Regions from separate parts of the Mus musculus genome. Here region 1 is linked to region 2. The links are chromatin contacts, called in public capture Hi-C maps. All regions are on one chromosome and are shown on one strand. Each heading gives the region's core, a stretch centred on a gene start, on an enhancer-like site or on the middle of the called end of the contact. The rest is flanking DNA. Distances are from core to core; before and after follow the strand shown.

Region 1 (4,834 bases), core at 1,550-4,049, 220 kb after region 2:
GTTAGCCTGGCATTTTCCTGGTGGCATGGTTGGCTGGAAGCTACTCTTATTTGGCAGAGTTGAGGTTGGGGGCTGCATCTCCAGGCCCCTCTTAGGATTACATGTGTGTGCACAGGAGCTTTGTGTAAAGGCTAAGATGAACAGCTCAGTTAGATATGAGCATATGTCCAAGGGAGATGGAATGGTAGGCCATCCGCAGTAGGGCACTGTTAGTACTTATTGCATAGTGAATGACCCTGATATCCAGAGAGGTGACCTGAGGACACAGTCAGGTGACCTTGAAAGAAATCTGGTTATCATGAGCTCCATAAAATACCAATGGAGACACATGCACCCAGAGCAGACATTTCTTCTTATATTAGGGACTTTAAGATGTTTTGTAGCTCATGAGGGTTATGAATACAGAAATGTTCCTCCTTTTCTAGCGGTGAGAAGAATGTGGCACAGGGCCAAAATGGAGGAACAAAAAGTAAAAACCTAGCTAGACCTCTTACTCCTGGGACGGTGTAATGTTGAGGAACTGTAGAATTATCTGCACTAATCTTCATCGCGGTCAAGGGTGAAGGAATAGAGGAAGTTGGAAAGCAACAAGTGATCTTGTCTATGCTGAGTTTGGAAAAAGCTCTCAAGTGATCTCTAAGAGTTCGTACAGTTCCGGGTCACATTTGAGTGGGCATTTTAGAAGACTGTGCTTGCTTGGTCTTTGGAAAGTATCTAATTACCGATCTTCACCCAGCAACTTCTGTTTGCCTGCCACTGTCTTGTGTGCTCTGCAGTGGTCTGTATGTGCACGCTGTTTGAGATGTGCTTCATACACCATAACGATGGCAACATCACAGCGCCAGGAAAATGCCAGGCTGGAAGTTCCCTACTAAATTACACTGGCACCTGTTAGAGGTTTTCCCAGAATCCCCTTCGCTTTTAGACAATGCTAATTTCTTCATGGTTCTGTCACCTGCCTGTAGTTTTTAGAGGAATGATGGGCTGACAGCTTCCAGAACCTTCAGGTTTGTAACCATATAATACCATAATCACAGCTTTTATTTTACGACCTGTGAAGCCAAGGCACAAGACCTAAGGAACTCAACTCAAGGTGACAGGTCAGGGTAGTAAAGCTGAATTTCAAACTCTAGTTTCACTTAACCGTTCTATGTCCCCTGTCTATAGCCTGAGCTTGAGGAACAGCTGGTTCTGTTCTGTATATCAGTGACCTTGCCCATTAGGCCATGATTTAAACCTGAATTGGCCCACAGAGGCTCACGTGTGTAAATACTTGGTTGCTAACTTGGGGCACCGTTTTAGGGAGTTATAGAGGTGAGGTCACCCTGAGTTAGGAGGCGAGGCCATCATACTAGTGGATGTTGGACATAGCCACGGTTCGACTGTTACATCAAGAACCTGCTTTTTAATTTTACTGCTATCTTTTCAGCACAGGTCAGAGTGCGTATTGGATCCCTTGGAACTAGAGTTATATATGGTTTTGTGTGTGTGTGTGTGTGTGTGTACGTGTGTGTGTGTGTACACGTGTTAGGACTCCAACCCAGGACCTCTAAATGAGCAGCCAGTGCTCTTAACCACTAAACCACCTCTTGAATAGGGACTCGATTATCCTTCTGTCACCTTGTGTAAAACTGCTACTGCTTACTTTTGCCTGTGGAGAAAGGTCTTCGAGCCACCAGACGTTCCCCACCAAGACAGACTGAATTCTCTCTGAAAGCACAGGCCCACATCAACCCCTCCCCCTTTATGGTTTTTCCTTCAGATATTTTGTTACAGTGATTAGAAAGAAAAAAAAAAAGTAAGCAACACACCCAGGGTATGTTGTTTTGTTTTGGCTACAAGAGTTTATTAACTCCTTTTGACTTGGTACAAGGTTAGGCTTAAACTTGAGGTCACCCTGTTTCGGCCTCCAGGTGGAAGGGTCAGAACCCTGTGCAGAGACAGCAGCTCCCTGCTTACTTTGTCCACAGTGCACGTTTATGACCATGAAGAGCTATATTTAGTACGGTAGACATTTTAGTGCTGATAGCTTCTGTAATTTAAGAGGACTCGTCAGAGATCATAGGGGAAATTTCACTAGGAAAGGGCGGGGTCAAGCTTCAGGTTATAACTTGTGTTTTGAGCTAGAGCCTTATGACCTTTGTGGCTTGGCTATAGTACGGTCAATCTGTCTGACCTGTGAGTAATATTGCGACTCATCAAGTGGCAAAGCACCATGACTTTGATGGCCCCAAGAGTGTCAAATGCTGTGAAGACTCAGCGAACTCACTCCAGTGTGAGCATGAAGCCAGTGGAGTGTGTGTCTGAGTGTGTGCCTCTGTGAAGCTAGTAAGTGACTCTGTGTGTGTGTGTGTGTGTGTGTGTGTGTGTGTGTGTGTGTGTTCGCCTCCGTGAAGCTAATAAGGTACCACATGGCACTCATCCTCAGCTGTGGTATTGGGTGATACTCTCATTATCAAACATTTGAAAACAGCCCGAAGAGGAAGCGCAGGTCATTTACAGCACAACTTCAGAGCTAACCTTGGTATTTTTCCTTTGGGGGTTGTGTTTTTCTGTCTTGATTTTTAGTTTTTATTCCGCGCACACACACGTTCTTAGACATGCTATCTTAACATTGAAGTTTCTATAGCTTATCTACTGTTGTTACACTTGCAGTTAAATTTTAACCCAGCTGCAGAATGCAGAATGTCTCAGCAGGCATTTTCTGCTAGGGAAACCACAGATATGTCAGGATGTGTATGTTGCTAAGCCACCACAACATCATTTCCTTTCCTACTTCCCCTTGACCCCTGCAGTCCCATTGCTGGCTTGTCACTCCTGGCATCTGAGTCATCCCGGACTTGTGTCTCAGGCCTGCTCCAGGGGGCTGTTACTGAGCTACGTGGTTTTTTTCTTCTTGGCTTTGTTTTTTTGATTTTTTTTTTTTTCCTGCCCAGCCTTCCTTTGTTTTCAAGTGCTGCACCACAGCTTGGCCTTACTGCACTCATCTCAACACTGTCGAGGCCTGCTTGCTGCGCATGCGCAGAGGCCTGGCTTCCATCTTCAACACCCCAAGGACAGAAAGTAGTCATCATTGCTGGTTTCTCAGTGTTTGTGTGACAGTCTCCAGTGAGAGCGGCCCTGCACTCTTGGCCAGCTTTCTTTCCATCCGTTGTGATTCCCTCGTGGTGTTCTCGTTTACCATGTTCACCATGTGCTTCTTCCTTACTGGGTTGTTAGAGGTAAATGGAGTACTGTGACGTAGGAGAGCCTCTAACATTTCCAGCCTCTATCCTTCACGACTTTATGACCCATTAGGGCTTTCTCTCTTCCTACCTATCATATTGCTCTATAATTCACACTAATAAAAATATGAAAGACATCATACTGGTTTATGCTTGAGGTAATTTGTTAATTAATAGCTTCTTCTCTTTCCTCTTCCTCCTTTAGACGGGGTCTCACTTTGTAGCCCAGGTTAATCTCAGATTTGTACTCTTTCTGCCTCTGGAGTACCGTGATTACACACTTATGTGATAGCACCCGGCACAAATTATTTCACAACAGAAATTTTAAGGAAATGGGACTAATGAAAAGAGCAGGTTGGTTTTCCTTAATTTCTTCCAGGGGGGCTTTATTTGGTCAGTTAAATAGATTGCAATGCTGTGTTTGTTACCTTTAGTCCACAGTCCAGAGAAAGAACACTTTTCTGGGTGGAGATATAACTGAGGTGTGCTTTATGTTTTGATGTAGAAAGTCTGCGGTTTAATCTCAACCACTATAATAATATAATTTTCTTGAAGTATGTAAGTCCGAGAAAACTATTTCAAAGTATAGCATAAAAATGAAAGACGAGCAGGAGAGAAATAGAGCTTTCTGTGAGATTGTATTATCTAAGAATGTCCTTTGAAGACAATGTACTTCTTTGGGAATGTTCTTTGATAAAAATATATTACGTGAATGAATTTTAAAAAGTCAGACTTGGTTTGTGTGTGTGTCCCATTTAGTTTCTTTACTTCTTTTCAGGTACGTGTGACCAGTATTATATCTGTTCTAGAATATAAACTTATAGAATCTTTGAGCAGGTTGTTTTCTCTCTGTGTGTGTGTGTGTGTATGAGCACACACACACACAAGCACACATGTATGTACAGACATCAGTGTGTGAGGTGATGCTCTGGGATAATTTTTCTCATCCTTTGGAATAGTTTTCCTTGTACTCATCTTCCAAGCTTCTACACAACATCCCACAGAGCTCTTAATACTGAATGGATTTTCTAGCCCAAAGTTCCAAAGTCCTTCCACAGTCCTCCCCAAAACATGGTCAGGTTGTCATTGGAATACCACACTATGCTGAGTTTGGGTTGATTTTAGTAACAGGCCTTAAGAATTTTATCCTATATCCCAGGTGTCAGAAATCCATGTTTCCATCACTCTATACACTTGACCACACCAGGAATCCATCAGGAAGGTCTTGGAGGGTTTGCTTTTGTTTCCTCTGGACCTGTTTGCTCTGTCGCTCTGACATTCCTTTTTTCTTTTTTCTTTTTTTTCTTTTTTTTTTTTTTAATGTCATTCTTTTCTTCTTTTTTTTTTTTTTATTTTTATCTATTTTATCCCGCTCACTGCCCCCTCCTAGTCACACTCTCCCACAGTCTTTTTCTGTTCCCACATCCCCTTCTCTGAGCAGGTATATCCCCTCCTGGGTATCTAGTCCCCTTCAGCACTTCAAGTGTTTGTGAGTCTAGGCCCATCCTTTCCTACTAAAGCCAAACAAGGCAGCCCAGGTAGAAGAACATATCCCCATCCCATATCCCATCCCATATCCCATCCCATATCCCATCCCATATCCCCATCCC
Region 2 (4,671 bases), core at 2,066-4,565:
GAAGGGATTCTATTTTCACAGAAGTGAGAAAAGTAATTGTAAAAGACCTACAGCAAGATTTTCTTGGGCAATCTCCTAACCCTTTGAAGAGCACATGGCCCGGATGCTCCTCAAATTGTCTCTGAGTCTAGAAAAAGAAGAACAACCATAAAACCTTCCAATGAAACAAGCTTTCACAAGAAGTTCATGACCTCTGTAAATATAAACGTGAACTCAACTAGGGATATCATATTATTTTTGGGTAGCTTGGGCAAGCATTATAGAGCTATTATTGATTTCCACCCTAATAATAAAGTTACAGTAAAATAACCAAAGTGAAAATATTTAGATTGCTTTATGAAGTCAGCCAAGTAGATTGTGAAGTTTCTATGTAAGAAATAAAAACTATTGAAAAGAGTCTGAAAGCAAGAAGATAAAAAGGAAATGGGTTCATTGGTTTGTTTGATTGTTTTTATTTGGTTTGTTTATTTGTTTGTTTGGTTTTGTTTTGTTTTTTTTCGAGGCAGGGCTTCTTTGTGTAGCTCTGGCTGTCCTGGAACTCACTTTGTAGACCAGGCTGGCCTCGAACTCAGAAATCTGCCTGCCTCTGCCTCCGGAGTGCTGGGATTAAAAGCGTGCGCCACCACGCCCAGCTCTCATTGGTTTTTTGTTTGTTTGTTTGTTTGTTTGTTTGTTTTTAAAGCAGGCACTATTTATGAATTTTAACAATGTATAATTATAAAAATTACCCGTGGTAAATGTTCACTGTTCCACAAGTCTGGAAGGATTCACCTGTGAAACGATGATAATCTAGAGATTAGAGTGGCTTGTCACTGTCTCAAGTCTTCATGTGTTCTTCAGGGCTTTGTGTGTGTGCATATGTGGCCAGAACTCCTAATGTGAGTTCTGTCTTCTAATGCACACCTTACCACATACTAGAACATGTGCAGCGTGGCTATAGTTTAGAGGGTGTGGTGTTGATTCATGTGTTAACAGAGAGATAAGTAAGAGAATAGACAGCTCACAAGTGAAGATGCCATGGGGATATGTAAAAAGTATCTTGCTGGAACCAAGTGACGTGGAGTTAGGAAATGATGGACCATGTGTAAAACAATACAGATTGCAGACTTGTCATATTTAGGATAGAGTAAATCAATAAGGAGTGTGGTGCTCCTCCTCCTCCTCCTCCTCCTCCTCCTCCTCCTCCTCCTCCTCCTCCTCCTTTTCTTCTTCTTCTTCTTCTTCTTCTTCTTCTTCTTCTTCTTCTTCTTCTTCTTCTTCTTCTTCTTCTTCTTCTTCTTTTTCTTCTTCTCCTTCTCCTTCTCCTTCCTCTTCCTCCTCTTCGTCTTCTTCTCCTTCCCCTCCCCCATCTCTCATGGTGTTGAAGATGAAACCCAGGCCTCCCATAGGCAAGACATACATTTTACCATAAAATTTACTGTAGCTTTAAGAATGACAATATTGATAGGTTGATTGTGAGGTAAAGAAAAGAAAATGTATAGGGTAACATAAATAAATAATAAACATGCAACTTAACACCCATGTAAAAAAAGCCTTTGCGTGGATGAACACCTACAAACTGTGGGGAAAAACTGAAATATTTTCAGTTTTCAACACCTGCGAAAACAACTGATGCCCACAAGGTGTTCAAATGGTTGATAAGATCACTAGGTGATACTTTTGAGAAAAGTCCACCTCAGCAATTACTTACTCAAAAAGGATAAACAAGGGGTATTAAGACAGGAAGATCTGGCAGAAATTGCCCCTATCAAACGATCAAACCAACCACGGCTAATAATGAGGTGAGCTACTGTTATGTGTGTTCTGGTACTCACACCTTTGTGCCCCTGGAAACAATGGGCAGGAGAGGGAAACTTGCTTGGTTTATGAATGTTCAGCCTGACAGAGAAGGCACAGGGAGAGCTCAGTCCACAGCCTGGCAATCCAGGAAGCAGAGACAGGAATTCTGGATTAGCTAGCTCTCTGGCATCTGGGCCCTCAGCCACCTACATTTATGGTGGGTCTCTACCCTCATGTTTCCCTGAGCTAATCATCTGAAGAAAACCACTCATTGATACCCCATCTCCTAGGTGAGTCTTCCCAAAGAATCTAACCACAAGGAGTCCATCACAAACGTTCAGTGTATGACATCCAAAGAAATGGCAAACAAATGTGCATTTTGAGACTTTGACCAACACTAGAATGCTCAAATTATGGACAATTGGCGAAATTTAAATATGGACTCCATTGGAATAGTATTTTATATCCACATACAACTGCATGCATGATAATAATAGCTTTGTGTTATTCTAGAATGGTCTTGTTTTTGTGAGACATTAGGGAAAGTACTTAAGTTCTTCGAAAAAATCTGTCTCTATTTTCTGCCATTGAATAATAAATGCGTTACAATTTCACATAAACATTGGACTTTATCTGTTGTCATTGTTTTTACAAAGGCTGTTGTTAAATTTTAAGCATTTAAAGTGAGAAACAAACACACATTGGGGAAGAAAGCAGATTTTGAGAGTGAGCCTACCATGAGATGTGTTCGTAAACTAATGTTAATCTATGTCTTGATAGCTGTCTGTTGATTTCTAAAATTCTTTCCTTTGAGCTGGTCTTTAGAAAGTTAAACAATACTATTATTGAAAACTATACCAGAGTCTTTGTTTATGAGCATTAAAAAACAATGCAGTTTTCACTGATGGAAGGAATTTTGTTCCAAAGCTACAAAGTGGAGCAGGCTTCACTATCCACACAGGAATAAAATACAAGAACTCAGAAGGCCCAGTATTGTGGATACAATGAGAGATGCTCCAAGTTCTTGACCCTTGACACCCACATCCTGTTTTCACATAATTTTCTGGAGAGATCTATTTCTCAGCTTGTGGAGATGACTGATCTTGACTTCAGGATGTCACTCGGGATGATCTTGACTTCAGGATATCCGAGAATAAACCTGACAAACTCAAGGTCCTTGTAAAAGTGTCATCAGACATAGGGGAAGAGCTGACCACATTAAAACAAAACAAAACAAAACAAAACAAAACAAAACAAAACAAAAACCCAACCAGATTGTGAGAGTAGTTTTGTGCTTGTAAATAAACACGTACTTATTATAATTCTAAGCAGGGCTTAAATATGACAAATTTCACTGCAGGCTTAAGTAGAATTTGTTAAAACACAGTCAAAATGCTTTCGTTTCTCTTTCCTTCATTTGGAAGTTGAAAACTATTTAACAGAAGGAAACATCTGCCGCACTGGTATCTAAATACCAGAGAACTCTATGCCTTACTGAGGTTCCCTTTTTGTAGGTGCTCAATTAAGGGAAGCAACAGGAGTTCCCCCTTCTCATCTCTGGAAGCTCCAGGATTTGAGAAGAGCCCTAGGGCTGTGTGGAGCAATGTAGCTGAGGTTTGTTTGAGTAAGGAGCCTTGTTCTGCTCTCTGAGTTGTGAGCCTCTGGATGGCTTTCATTTCATCTCTCATGCTGTTGTTTTTCAAAATGTCCACAGTGGCTGTTAAATTGATAGTAAAATTTGTTTCTAATTCACCTTTAATATGGTACAACGTGGAGACTGAACTTTTCTTTTTTTTTTTTTTAATTTGGAAAGATCCAAGAAAAAATTGAGCCTAGTTTGACCTCAAACTCCTAATTCCTCTTGATTCTACTCCTAGGCATGTACTAACACAACTTCCTTCCAAAAGTGTCTTAGACCTTTTTAAATGTTGAGGGAGAGAAACACAACATTGAAGTCTGAAATGTACTGACAACTGCTATTCAGTGGCTGAAAATAGGGAGACGCATTTCGTTTTCTCACTTGCCGAGGTAATCTAGCTTTCGGAACTAGGACAATCATCCTTGTTGCGAGGGAAGCTGATACCCGGCATGTTGTCCTGATGTTTGTTTTACAACAGTCTAATAAAAGCAATATCCCAAACATGGCCCTGTATTTCTGGCCATTTAAAAACACTTTTCTGGGTTCTCTCTCTTGCTTTGTTTAAGGTCCTTCTGTGACTGTCCTTTACATTGGTAAACCATATGCTGTATCATATAATCTACATAAAATGAATACCCTCTTTGCTTTAGACCAATACGATCGGCTCATAGGCCATCTTGTCAGCTGTCTAACAGTGTCTGTTGACAGAGCTACTCCAGCATGATGCCACACACAGATCATGGTTGGTTCATGGGCTCCAATTCCCCCTGCTCATGTATTTGCATAAGAGAAGTTGGGTTGTTAGTCATGGAGTTGAAAAAGAAACCACAAAAGAAAAACAAACTGAAAAAATTTATCAGTGGCTCACAAGGAACCAGTAACTCCAAGGACCTAACAACTGAGTTATTGTGTGTCTTAAATTCTAGCTAACAAGCTCAATGGCTGGGAAGGCAGTTTACTTAATCAATTTGAAATTTATTCTGTTATTTCCTCAGACAGAGGAAGCTTTCTGTTCCACGTGGCACAATGGAGACCAGTGGACATACTGAGATTTGAAGTGTAATTTAAAATCTTAGTCCTGTAGATAACATGTTAGCCACTTTCAGCACATGGGTGGTTGTGGATGTGACTAATGTATTGATGATTTCTTAAGGGATTGGTCCTCATCTTCCAGCCCTCCCTTTCAAGGCAGGTTCTCATTGCTTTAGCCACTACATATGCCAGGCCTGCTGGCCTTCAAGGTTCTAGGGATT

What was found. Capture Hi-C pulls out chosen DNA fragments and counts their contacts.
Region 1: a capture Hi-C map of bone marrow-derived macrophages shows a contact between it and region 2, with 5 times the contacts expected there. The contact joins two enhancer-like sites. A contact is called at or near these places in 1 of 115 datasets of contacts at active chromatin or transcription factors (bone marrow-derived macrophages) and 1 of 9 other capture datasets (bone marrow-derived macrophages).

What each region holds. Positions count from the first base shown.
Region 1 is chr10:26,796,947-26,801,780 of GRCm38.p6, forward strand. The region is part of intron 1 of Arhgap18 (Rho GTPase activating protein 18); the gene reads left to right. Among named protein-coding and RNA genes, the nearest start is that of Arhgap18, 27 kb to the left of the region's middle. Within about 2 kb of position 2,800, at least 226 of the 459 cell types and tissues checked have an H3K27ac peak or open chromatin away from gene starts, as enhancers often do. A contact at or near this core is called in bone marrow-derived macrophages, where this site is marked.
Region 2 is chr10:26,573,071-26,577,741 of GRCm38.p6, forward strand. No RefSeq gene overlaps it. Among named protein-coding and RNA genes, the nearest start is that of Gm48893, 120 kb to the right of the region's middle. Within about 2 kb of position 3,316, at least 45 of the 459 cell types and tissues checked have an H3K27ac peak or open chromatin away from gene starts, as enhancers often do. A contact at or near this core is called in bone marrow-derived macrophages, where this site is marked.